Regions from separate parts of the Mus musculus genome. Here region 2 is linked to region 1. The links are chromatin contacts, called in public Hi-C maps. All regions are on one chromosome and are shown on one strand. The core of a region is the stretch at or near the end of the contact, and the rest is flanking DNA. Distances in the headings are between cores, read along the strand shown. Region 1 holds the start of Col5a1 (collagen, type V, alpha 1). Region 2 overlaps Col5a1 (collagen, type V, alpha 1).

Region 1 (5,871 bases), core at 875-3,374:
CACTGGATGGAGGTGGATATACAGAGACAGGCGAGATGGAAAGAACACAGCAGAAGCACAAGACTATGTCCATGATCATGGAGACCTGGTGCAACAGTGCAGGCTGGTATAGATGGGGCCCACAGGCAGCTTGCTTCCTCAAAGACTCATGCTGGTGAACAGACCATGACCAATACTCTCCATTATCATGAGATGCCAATTGGGCACAGGAGGATGCTGGGTATGGGTTGGCTTAGCCTGAGCAGGATGCCTAGGGTGTACCTGCTGGAAGGCAGATGTTCTGAGTCTGTATTATAGCACGAAGAGGGAAGAACCCTGTGCCTGCTGATCAGCTGCAGCACTCATCTTGGCTCTGACACAGCGCATTGCTGATTTGGTGCTCTGGGTAAGCCCCTTACCCCGCCTGACTTGCAGCGTCCCCGTCTGTGGATGGGAGAAAGACCTCCCCTGATATGTAGACCTGATGCAGGTTGGGGATGGGGAGGTGAGCTTGGTGAAAGCCTCCGGATGGCTGAGGTTTTCATCCCCATGAAACTCACCAATGGAATGGCACATAAGCACACAGTATACACAGCACACACACAGAGACACACATATGCATGTACATGCCCCCACATGTGTTCATACACACACACATACACATCTTATCATTTATACAACTTACACACATACATAATTATTCCATAACAAGTACAAGCTGGCTTTTAACTCTTACTGTACTGTGACTGAGTCTGTCTGTCTGTCTGCATGTCCACTCAAGCTTGTTTCCCTCTGCCCTCTCTGTACTCTGGATAGAATTTAGGACCTTTGTGCACAGCCTCTGAGCTGCATCCCCAGCTTTCCTCCTCTATTCTGTGTACTGTCTGATGTTCCCTATAAGGTACATTCCACACTTAAGCAAAGCTTGAATTAAGTCAGTACTAGCCACCCCCATTCAGATTCAAGAACCAGAGCATGGCCATCCCAGCAACTCCTCTGACTGCCTTTGCCCCCTGACTGCCTCTATCCCCTGACTGCCTCTGCCCTCTGACTGCCTTTGCCCCTTGACTGCCTCTGCCCTCTGACTGCCTCTATCCCATGAATGCCTCTGCACCCTGACTGCCACTCTCCTCTTGTTTGGAGAATAATGAGAAACTAGGGAGCCTGAGGATGCAGCCGGAGAGAGATGTCCCAGGCCGGTCTCCATCACTACAAAATTCTTTCAGGCTGCAATGTGTTCAAAGGGAGCGATAGCTTTGTGTCTGAAAGCCTTCTTAATTCACTCTGATTCTTTCTAAACAAACCCTGAAGCCCTTGGAGAAGGGCAGGGCAGTGAGTCAGGCTTTTGCAGGGCCTCCCAGGCCTGGAGAAGTCTGGGAGAACTCCTGTCTCCCTCTGCTGTAGATGGGGAGCTGGGAGCCCCTCTCCTTTTCCAGCTGTCAGCTCTGGAAGGGGGCTCTTCCTTTTCCTTGTGAGTTGTTGGGCCACTAGGGACAGCAGTAAGGCGGTGGGGTGGGATCTGAGACTGACCTTCACCTGATTAATAACTTGGTCACTCCTTGTTCACTTAAGGCCCCTCTGGGCATCCTTGACAGTCTGGTCTGTGGAGAGGTAGAAGGCAGGTCCCCAGCGCTGTATTGGCCTGTCAGTCATAGTCTAGGGAGCCCCTTCTGGCTGAATTGCAAGTTGAGTCTCCGCCCAGAAGAGGAGCTCTCGGAACTCCTCCTTAAAGAGAAAGTTCTGTGTGGTACTGCAATCTCTCTTTTGAATTCCAGCGATCAAACTTCGGGGGTCCCTCAACGTTGGTTCTTGGAGTCTGGCCAGGTCGGGGTACCTGAGGCGGGAAGAATCTAGGATCAGGGTGGGCCATCAGGTTTTGGAGGCCGCCGCCCAGAGCGGGGAGAAAGAACGGGGGCGCCGGCCCCGTCCCACGTCCGCTCCCGCCCCGGGCCAGCCCCTTCCTCGCCGCGACTCGCCCGCTATCCCCACCCCCTCGCCCTCGGCGCCCAGTGGGAGGCGGGGACCGGCCTTGCTGAGCGGGGCGCCGGGCTCTGATTTGCTGCGGGCGTTGGGGGCGGTGGGGGGTGGGGGAATCCACAGCCTCCGCGTTGTCTGCCAGCAGCGAGGGAGGGAGGGAAAGGGGGGAAAAGTGCTCAGCGCCGAAGGCGAGGTCCGCACTCCTGGTCCCCGCGGCTGGCGCAGGACCTCACTCCAGCGGAGCGCCCACGGGGAGCGGGTCGCGGGGCAGCAGCGGTGAGGAGGCCACGAGACTAGAAGGAGGAGGACAGGGAGTGCGCGAGCAGCCAGCGAGGGGGTCCCGGCCGTCCCGGGCCACAGTCGATCCCTGCGCCGTGGGCGAGCGCGCCCGCTGCCTCTTCCAGAACAGCCACCGCCGCGGGGGAGATCGGGCGGGTGCCGAGCTTCCTATGACTCCCTGAAGTTGTCGTGCTCCCCTAGCGTCCGCCACCCGGGACGTGTCTCTGGTCCCCGTGCATCGTGTGCGTCTCCCGCTCCCCGGCCCGCGCACCCCGCCGGCATGGACGTACACACCCGCTGGAAAGCTGCGCGCCCAGGCGCCCTGCTGCTGTCTTCGCCGCTACTCCTGTTCCTGCTGCTGCTGTGGGCGCCGCCTTCGAGCCGCGCAGGTAAGAGTGCTCTGGGGACCGGACCTCGGGGACTGTAAGAGGTGCGCAGAACCTCCGCGCCGCTGTCATCTCGGGCTCCTTCGCCGCCGGCCTCCTCCGAGCCTGCAGAACTTTCCTCCTTGGCCTGTGGAATGCACCGGGCAAGACAACGAATACCATTCGTTGGGGGCCCAGGAGAGGGAGCCGGGCCAACTCCATCCCCGCGGCGTACCGCCCCCTCCTCAAACGGGCCTGCTGGGTGGGGCTGTTGGTCGAGTCAAGGAAGAATCTGCCTCGTGTTAGATCCCAGCAGAGGTGCTCACACTTTTGTCCCCAAACCTCGCATTTTCTGTCCCACATCACAGGCGACCCGCTGCATCCCACGCAGCCCTTAAGCAGAAACTTTCCTTCTGAAAGCTGGAAAGGGCCGCCCCCTAGAGTCAAGGCCATTCAGTTCCTCAGGGACGCCTAGGGGTGGAGGGGGATCCCAGAAGTTTGAAACCCCAGCTATGGACTTCCCTCTGTACACACCCTCTTGCTTGTCTGAGCTAAGTTTCTGCAATTCCCAGGGGACAGAGTTCCCTGTAGTCCCTGACAAGTCTTCAGGGGCACTGGGGAGCCCTGTGAGGTAGGCCAGCCCTACTCCTAGCCGTCAAACCTCCAAACCCCTTAGAGGTAGTTTTCTTGGGCTTTCTGCCCAAAGATGGGATGAACGGGAAGCCTGGAGAGGGCCTTGGAGTCTGGGCTGGGAGCTTCTCAGATGATCTGCAGATGTGAGACTCCTGCCAGGTTGGGTTCTCTGAAGGAGCCCTGATCCAATGGGCAGAATCAGGGAGGTACTGGGATTGTCCCTGTCTGTATTTCAGCGCTTTCAGGCTCAGGTCTGGGCAGGCATATTATTTTCAGCATCACTCTTGTTAGTTAGTTGTGGGATAAACCTCCCCAGAGCCCTTAAACACCATAGCCCAGGGTGGGAAGGCACCAGGCATGTGCTGATACAGGGAGGCGAAGGCAGTTAGAAAGAGTTCAGGCAGCCGAACAGCGGGTGGAGTGGTCAGCCCTTGCGCAGTGACAGGGCTCTCCTTAGCTTAGCTGGTGTTACTAGGACTAGCAGGAGAATCCATTTCCACCCCCCATGGCCAATTACAATATTCTTCTCCTGCTTTCTGGCACCATTAGTGTCCAGTGGCCACAGGATGAGCAAGAGTGGAAATGGGAGGGGCCAGGGCCTGCGGGGACCGAGGGAGAGCATGGGCTGACGATGCTCACTCTTGTGGAACTTGGACCAACTGCCCCGGAGTTCCCAGGGTTAAGCTAGCAGTAGGGAATGCTGAAGGCCCTCAGGAAAGTGTGGAGGAGAGACAAGAGAGGTCAGCCTCTCTTTTCCCTATACCCCCACAATGTTCCCCTGTGCGCCCCAGAACCCCAGGAGGGAAGCCTTCAGTGGACCTCTCGCCTGGGAAGCTGGGGTTACCACTAGCATAGGTTGGGTGTTCCGGGTTCACCCTGTCCACCCTGTACCTTGTCCCAGCCCTGCCCTGTCCTGTGGCCACCTACCTCTCTTCGTCACTCTATTACTATGCTCTGCCCCACTTCCCTGTGCTGTTGAGGGTGCGGCCATTTGGAAGGGGCTGCCTGGGTCCTGGCTGTGCTGTTAGCTGTTTTGCTTTGGACAGAGTTGACTTTTAGAAGCACATAAAGAAACTGCTTTTCTGGGTGGGCTTCGGGAAGCTTTCCCCTCTGCTCCTGTGGTGCGACCCACTTTGAAGTCACCCTCAGTGCATGGCCAGAGGGGCAGCAGTGCACGTTTGATGCTGACAGGTCAGGAGAAAGTGCAAACAGACCCTGCTCTGCTCTCCCTCTCGGACCTGCCAGATGTTTTCCGAGGTTTCTGTGAGCACAGATCCTCTGTCTCTCTCTTGGCCAAGTGTGTGAAGGAGTGAGAAGTCCGATTGCTCTGGGAGCTGCTAAAAGCCTTAAGGGGGGGAGGAATGAGAAATGAAATGTGACCCCAATATTTGGAAATTGAGGTCATCTCTTCCATGTGCTATTGGTGGGCTTGGGTCATGTGACTGCTTTTTTTGCAATAATTTGCGGGGAAAGCCAGCCAAGTTTTGTAAGACTTGACAGATACTGAATGGTTAAATTTCCTGTGACTCAATGAGTTGGCTACAGGGACATCCTTGGGCCTTCCCTCCTCTCTCCCCTCTCCTCCCTCCCCCCTCCTCTCTCCCTCCTCTTCTCTCCTCTCTCCCCTCTCCTTCCTCCCCTCTCTTCCCCTTATCTCTCCTTCACTTTTCCCACAAAGTCCAGTCTGTAGAAGCCCCCTGTGTCTGTCAGGGTGTATTACTCTGGCTGCAGGGTTGGAGCTGTGTGCCCTCACCAGCTGTGTGGTAGATGAGTCCCCTCTGGGGGCTAGCTCACAGCCTCTTCTCTGATGATGCTGTCTTGGGGGCTGGCCCTGCGGTGCTGGCCAGAGACTGCCCCTCTACCCCACCCTGTAGATATTTCTGGATGCTCCTCATAGTCACACCCTTAGCCGAGGGCAGCTGATGCCCGCTGCCTGCTCCTGCCTCTGGCTGGAAGCCTCTTTCTTCATTTAAAAAAGCAAACCAAAACAACTTCCTGTACCCTCTTAGGGTTACAGTTGTTGAGTAGAATACAGATTGTACAGATCTAACCCAGTCCCCAGGGTCACAGCAGGGATGGTGAGTGGTGCCCAGTGGGTCAGGAAAGCATTTTCTCCCCTACCCCAGGACACTGTTTGCTGTAGTCTGGGGCTCAGGGAACAGTGAATACTGGTGGCTAGTGTGCTGGTACCTGTCTGGACAGAAGCTCAGCTGTGGAGAAGCAGAGCTGACTAACCTGGCTGGAGCCCTTCCTGCGAGCCCTGGCCCACTCCCACTCGTTCTGTTCTTTGATCTCACATCCATTTCCTAGCTTTCCCCTGGGAGACCCAGTACCCTGAGCTACGATCCCAGCTTGGGGGCCCAGTCCAGGCAGGGCCCTGGGGGACAGATGGGGTGTTCCACTCTGCCAGCGCCATGTCTCCTGCTGCTGCTGCTCCTGCCTCTCCATCTCTCCTCTCTCCCCCGGCCCTTTCTTTCTTCTTCTCTCTTATTCTTTCCCGCCATCCTCTCTCTCCTTGAGGTCCACAGCCTTCTGCAGGGGCTCCTTATCTCCTTTTGGATCACCCAGGCTCTTCCCAGTCACCAGAACCTTCAAGTACCACAGACTTTATTTAGCTTGCTCTTGGTCTGGAGGTCCT
Region 2 (6,505 bases), core at 2,312-4,811, 70 kb after region 1:
CAGATTCTTGGGAGAGGCTCTGGGGAGTCAGGGAATATTCTAGAGTTTAGTAAAGGTGATAGATCACACGTGTTTGTCCTTGTAGAGAAGGCAGAGGCCAGAGCACCTCTGCAGAGATTTCCTCAAGAGAAGGCACACAGACCATGAGAGGAAGGCTAAGCCAGGGGCTGGGTGGGAAATTTCTAGTGTAGGTAGCAGGCAGGGGGCAGTTAGTTAGGGCCTTCACCTCTCTGTGCCCTTTATGCCTCCACTTGAGCCTGTTTGCTGCAACAGGAAAGATCTGAAGCCATGCCAAGGGAATGTAAGCAGTGTTGAGGTAGGATTCCCCTTTGTGTAAAGCCCCATGTTATTAGACAGTGGAATCCTGGGTAAGCTAGCACCAGGGCCTGTAGAGAATGTGATTGTGTGCCATCCATGGCCCTCCTGGGTCAGAGTTTTGTGAGAGTCTGCCTTGGATAGGGCATTCTGGACCAGCTAGGTGCTGTGGCCTGCTTGGGTCTCAGAACTGTTGAGGTCAGGGTCTTGGCCCCAGACAACAGAAAGCTGTGTGATTGGCTGAGCTGGGCTTGGTGGACCTGGGAATGTGGACTCAGACCTGGCTTTGCCCCCAAGGAGCCGGCCACTGAGGTCGTCCATCCTAGCATCCTGTGAGTACACAAGGGAGGAAGTACTTGTCCTACATCATGGCCATTGCCAGGCTGAACAGCTGTCAGCTCCGGTGCCAGGATCAGCTTCTGGGACACTGCCAGGATCAGCTCCTGGGACTGAGTTTATAATGTGACCTTGGGACTTCCTAGGAGAGAGAAGCAGCCTCATAGGGCCCCCACCCTCTTGCAGGGAAAGAGCCTTGCTTGGCAGTGCTTAGTAGGCCAGTGGGCCAGGGCAAGCTCCCTGGCTTGGCTTCTCCTGGCCAAGGGGAGCCTTGGATGGAAGCCTCTTTCTGGTTCCAAGGGCTCTGCCTGCTGCTTGTGCCCCTGGCTCCCCCTGGCAGTGAGCCTGAGGACACAGAGGCTCTTCCCAGATCTCTTCCTAGATCTCTCTATGGGTCCAGAGAAAAGATCCTTACCTGAGGCTGTAGGATCAGGGCCCAAATCAGTGCATGGATTGCACACAGCGAAGGGTGCAGAGCATAAGGTTAGCCCAACATGGGGCTTTTTGCTCAACCTCATGAGAAATTTCAACTGAAGTTCATGTTCATGGGAGAAGGAAATTCCTGAAGAGGAGCATCCTAAGGGACTAGAGACTTATCCCCTGGAACATGTCTGAGGCTTTTTCTCTTCCACACCAGAGGAAGGCTGTGGCACAGATGCCCCCCCTGCTGTGCTGGGCCTTCTTAGAGCACCACATCAACTGCACTTGGCCCCAGGTGGACTTGGCCATCACTTGCAGCCCATTGATGGGCTCCCTGGTGCTTCACTAAAAGGGGCGTCTTTCCCGAGTCAATGATGTTCCAGAGAAGGCAGGCACCTGAGGCTCTGTGGGCTTCAAGGGTGGTCCCCAGTTTCAGAAGTGGTTGGGTCATACCTTTGAATAAGACTTACTTAAGCTTATTGTGTGTAGAGTTGGCACCCCAGTTCTGGGAGGAGAGAGGGGCATGCAGAGAGTTCCACTAGAGGGCTGCCCTGAAGAAGGCTGTGGGTGAAGGTGAGCCAGAGACAGCACTGAGAATGTAGAGGTGGCCTGCCGGACACCATCTCTATCTACATGGTCCAGTTCCTCTTCTCTGGGAACAGCACAAGCCATCTGGAGGCAGTTACAGAAGGGGCCCACCCCCTCCTGATGCTTGCTTCTTCCCAGCTTCCTCAGAGTGTCCACAGGGCCTTTGGTGAGTCCCCATGGAGAGAAATGTAAACATTTGGAATTGTCAACCCGGAGAATTGCCAGATGTCTTCACAGTCTTAGCCATACATAAACAGATGGAGGCCCTGGGGACTGGTGGTGCATACCCTGCCCTGTGTCGGGGTGGCTGATATCCCATCCCCTACATCTGCCCCACAGAATAGGTTTACACCAACTGCTGGGCACAGGGTCAGTGCAACCCTGCATCCAGAAGGACCTGGCAGGCCTTTTCCACCGAGGTTCAGCTCCTCTCATTTGTCAGCAAGACAAGGGGTTCCTCAAAAGGACAGATCTAGCTTGGCTGAGATGGGGGAAGATCCAGCAATGCCCTTGGCATCAGCCCACACTGGGTCAGGGACCACTAAGTCCTGATTGGACACCTCTTACCTGTTGGACCTCAAGCCGTTCCTGGTTTGTCTTTTTCTGAGACGATGTTTCAAGTATCCCAGGCTGGCCTTGCTATGCACTTGAGGATGACTTTGAACTCCTGCTTCTTCCTTCCTTTTCTGAGTCCTGGGATTGTAGACCATACCCAGTAACGACAGTGCTGAAGTTCAAACCCGTGGCTTTGGCTATGCTAGGCAATGTCTGCTGTGCGAGCCCAGCCCGACTCTGACATTGCTTTTAGTTCTGCTTAGCAGGTGAATGGACCACTGCTTAGCAGATGAACGGACCACTGTTAAGGATGGGAGCTGCAAATGACAGTACATACCTATGATACCAGGAAGGTTGAGGCAGGAGGATCTGAGCTCTGGGATAGCCTAGGCTACAGAATGAAGTTTGGTCAAGCCTGAGGTCTTCTGTTTCTGAATTTTTGTTTAACCATATGTACTTAAAGTAACAAAACAGCTTTTCATTTGTGTGTGTGTGTGTGTGTGTGTGTGTGTGTGTGTGCACATGCATGTGCACACACATGCTTTTTGGTATGGGTATGTGCAGTGCATACCTGTGGGTGTATGTACATATATACAGATGCCAGAGGTAGATGCCAGTTGACTTTCTCAATTGCTCTCCACTTTATTTCCTAAAGATTAAAGAAGATTAGTATGTCATAAGTGTCTGCTGTGTGTGTGCAGGTGCCCTCAGCATCCTGAAGAGGGCTCCCCAAGAATTACGATGGTTGTGATAAGCTCAGCAGTTGGCTAGACTGCTGGGCTAGTGAGCTCCAGGGCTCCACCAGTCTCCGGTACAGGTGCACACCACCATGCCTGGCTTTTGGATTATATTGTATGTATGTATGTATGTATGTATGTATGTATGTATGTATGTATGTATTTTGGATACTAGGGATCTAGACTCATGCTCACACACTTTATTGACTGAGCCATCTCTGCAGCCCTCAGGCAGGATGCTTTGACATTTCTGAGTTACATACAGTGAAGAGCTGAGCCTGCCACCCAGTGCCTTTCTTTGTGTGAACGTGGGCAGCATGTGCGTGGCTGTGTTGGGAGTTAGTGGGGGTAGCTGAGTTTACTCCTTACAGGCAACCAGTGACTGCAGCCCTGTAAGCCACAGAGACCATTTCCTGTAGTTGCGAGCCCCAGTGCATTCAGTGGTAGGTGGGTTGGTGAGGTACAGGGTAGAGATAGCGTGCCTCAGAAGAACATGGGACCGGGCTGCTTCCTCTATCCTTTTTAATCTGACCTGGGTGATCCAGGACTGACCTCCTGTGAGATCCAGCAATGCTGCCCCCGCTCTGCAAAACAACAGTATGTGTATCTGGAAAGACAGCTGCTGTCTCCTGGGCCCTGCAGTGTTCCCCTTAATCTCCCTTCCCAACTCCTGAGTCTTCCCAGCTGCCTGTCAGAGGAAATGGGAAGTGGGAGATGAGCAGCTTGGATGAGTTCTCCGTGTACATCGAACGCACAAATATTTCTCCTCGGCGCATCTGTGTAAACATGGTGTACGGCTTCCTAGAGACCAGAGGACCTCATAGGCAGTGTGAATAAGGCTTGTGTGTGTGTGTGGCACTTTGCAGCCCCTGGTCAGTTGTACCTCACCTCACCCCACACTCCTTGGCTATGGTTGACCAGCCTGCCAGGCCTCACACCTATGCCTACATAGGTCTTTTTTCACTTGTCAAGACTAAGCCCAAGTTTGACAAGAGAGTTGTGGGCTTTCAAAGACATATCTGAGGCATCCATTATCCTGGGAGAATAGCCATTCCTAGTTTCCTTTGGCTGGGAGACTAGAAAGGGACCTGGCCCAGGGCCAAGGCCTCCAGCCACTCACTCATTATTCTTGCAATCTCGAGAGTGAATAGGCAGACACTATGCCTGTCTTGCACGTGGCTAGCCTGCAGGCATGCAAGTGTCTCGACAGGGTCCTGCAGCTATCGACCCAAAGCCTGTCCAGACTCTTGAGTACCAGCCCCACAGGACTCTTGTGTTGATTTTGCCCCCCTCTACTCATGCCCCAAGCACAGATCCTCTTTCCTAAGGTATACGTGGGGACTCAGAAATTCAATGTTCTAAGTGGGTGGTGGTAGGGAGACCAAGAGAAATCTGGGAGTACTTTTTGAAAGAGGACATCCAGAAATACAGATCCTAGAACAGAAAAGCTCTCTTTTCAAGACAGAGCCAATAGACAAGAGGAGGGGGTTGGGCACAGCAAGGGTTAGTGGCAGGATGGACCAAGGGCCCAGGAATGATGGAGAGAAGAGTGATGTCAGCAGGGCGCTGGGCAGAGGAGGGACTGAGCCTTCTGCTGGCTGAGGCAGGAGGCCTGACTACCCTAGGCCTTCCTAGCTTTTCCCATCAGTCCACCTGGGGTCCTGGGCCCGGGGTCCATTCTGTCCTTCCAGATACTCTTCAGACAGACAGCAAAGACAGCACAGGAGTTGTGTCTGGGCTCTGTTTTCTCATTTTGGCAAATTGCGGTGTTTTTGTCAAAGTTGTGTTTGAGGGGCGCCCGTGGGCCCCTGGTCACTGGCTGGAGTTCTGCAAAGATAGAGTGCTCTCCCAGCACAGGCTATTTCCCATGAGCCCTAGCAGGACCGACTGACCTCTTGGCTGACTGTTGTCTACCCAGTTTGGAAGCTGGGTTGGGCTCCTGGTCTTAGCTGCCCCCTTTCTCTTTCTCTCTGCAGGGGATGCTGATCGAGGGGCCCCCTGGCCCTGAAGGCCCTGCTGTGAGTGCCTGGTTTTATTAGCCTCTGACTTGTGACAGGAACTACGGGGGGGGGGGGAGGAGGTGGGGATCTCCTGGATAGAAAGTTGGATACTCCTCACTTTCGCAGATACCCGGGCAAGGACTTCCCTGACCCTGCTTCTGTTCTCACTTAACTAGAGGAGAAGGTCTTTGCCCTGAGGCCAGGTCTGAAACTCTGTCTTGACTTTATTTTAATTCCAGGGTCTTCCAGGACCTCCAGGAACTACAGGTCCTACTGGCCAAATGGGTGACCCTGGAGAAAGGGTAAGAGACCACAGTTCAGTGCCAAGACCATGGACTCTGGGGGTTGTCTGTGTATTCTTCCTCCTGCCTGTAGGCTGTCTTCCCTCCCCGCTCTGGATCCTGTGTTGTTATTCAATGTAGAAATGACAGTAAGAACAACCACTCCTTCCTCAAATTGCCCCTCTTCCCAGGGCCAGCCCATGTCACCCCCTCAGATCTTTATGGACTTGACTGCACCTGGCTATGTGCCATGAGCCCAATAACCAACCTGGGTCCAGAGGCAGCCATCAGTCAGCCCTAAACCCTCAGCAGTGGCTCTACATTACATCAGTGGCCCCAGGAGTCATTTTAAGTGACAGCTTGGGTTGGGTGCTTCCTCTGTGCTTTGCAGGAGCAGCTCCTGACCTGGAGCCTGCATTGGTTCTCACACTAGCCCCTCTTATTAGCAATCAAGCCACTGGCTGGGGAGGTTTGTTCTGGGTGGGATATAAGCCATGCCATGGGGCCTTGAGCTTCTTCTGATACTTGGTGATGGGTTCGTGCACTGAAGCCTGTGGGTTTCTGAATCCCTCCCTCCCCTTTCTGCTGGCTCACCTAATGAATATCACCATTAAAAATCAAACAGCCGGACCGGGCAGTGGTGGCGCATGCCTTTAATCCCAGCACTTGGGAGTCAGAGGCAGGTGGATTTCTGAGTTCGAGGCCAGCCTGGTCTACAGAGTGAGATCCAGGACAGCCAGGGCTATACAGAGAAACCCTGTCTCAAAAAACCAACCACCCCCCAAAAAATTCAGACAGCCAAGTTGTAGTTGATGACATGCATACATGTGGTAAGGACAGGCATTTGTCTCTGATTCTTGGACCAGCAAGCACAGTTTTCTAGGTAGTCAAGCATGAAATGAAAAGGCAGAATATGATGTCGTCACATGGTAGGGTATCCTGTAGCGTGCTCTGCTGGCTAGGGCCTCTTCTGGCAGCAGCTGGGATAGCATGGTGGTTTGGGCAATGAGTAAAGAGTGTGACAGTATTCAGGAGGTAAGGGTGACCAGCCCTCGGGCAGCAGGAAGAGCACATGCCTGTGATGCTCGGGGAACTAAGTGCCTTGCTGGGACGTCCCCTCAATGGCTCTGTAAACCAGCGAAGCAAAATCAATTTTGCCTGGCCACCTCCAAACTTGCCGCTATCAATGGAGGTTGTAAGGGTGGGTGTCCCCACTAGCTGGATTCAGTTTGGGGAGGGTCTTTCAGTTTGAGTTCACTTTATAAGGAGGTCT

The links. Hi-C and Micro-C count contacts between places; a contact is called where the count stands out from the background.
Region 2: a contact with region 1 is called in a Hi-C map of uterus, with 1.7 times the contacts expected there. The contact joins the enhancer-like site here to the promoter of Col5a1 in region 1. A contact is called at or near these places in 5 of 484 Hi-C or Micro-C datasets (3T3-L1-derived adipocytes, embryonic fibroblasts, nephron progenitors and 1 more).

What each region holds. Positions count from the first base shown.
Region 1 is chr2:27,884,301-27,890,171 of GRCm38.p6, forward strand. Col5a1 (collagen, type V, alpha 1) reads left to right here and starts at 2,125. Exons shown (of 66, transcript NM_015734.2): 1 at 2,125-2,624. The coding sequence starts at 2,516.
Region 2 is chr2:27,953,295-27,959,799 of GRCm38.p6, forward strand. It overlaps Col5a1 (collagen, type V, alpha 1), which reads left to right. Exons shown (of 66, transcript NM_015734.2): 10 at 4,928-4,969; 11 at 5,191-5,253. Among named protein-coding and RNA genes, the nearest start is that of Col5a1, 70 kb to the left of the region's middle. Within about 2 kb of position 3,562, at least 19 of the 459 cell types and tissues checked have an H3K27ac peak or open chromatin away from gene starts, as enhancers often do. A contact at or near this core is called in uterus, where this site is marked.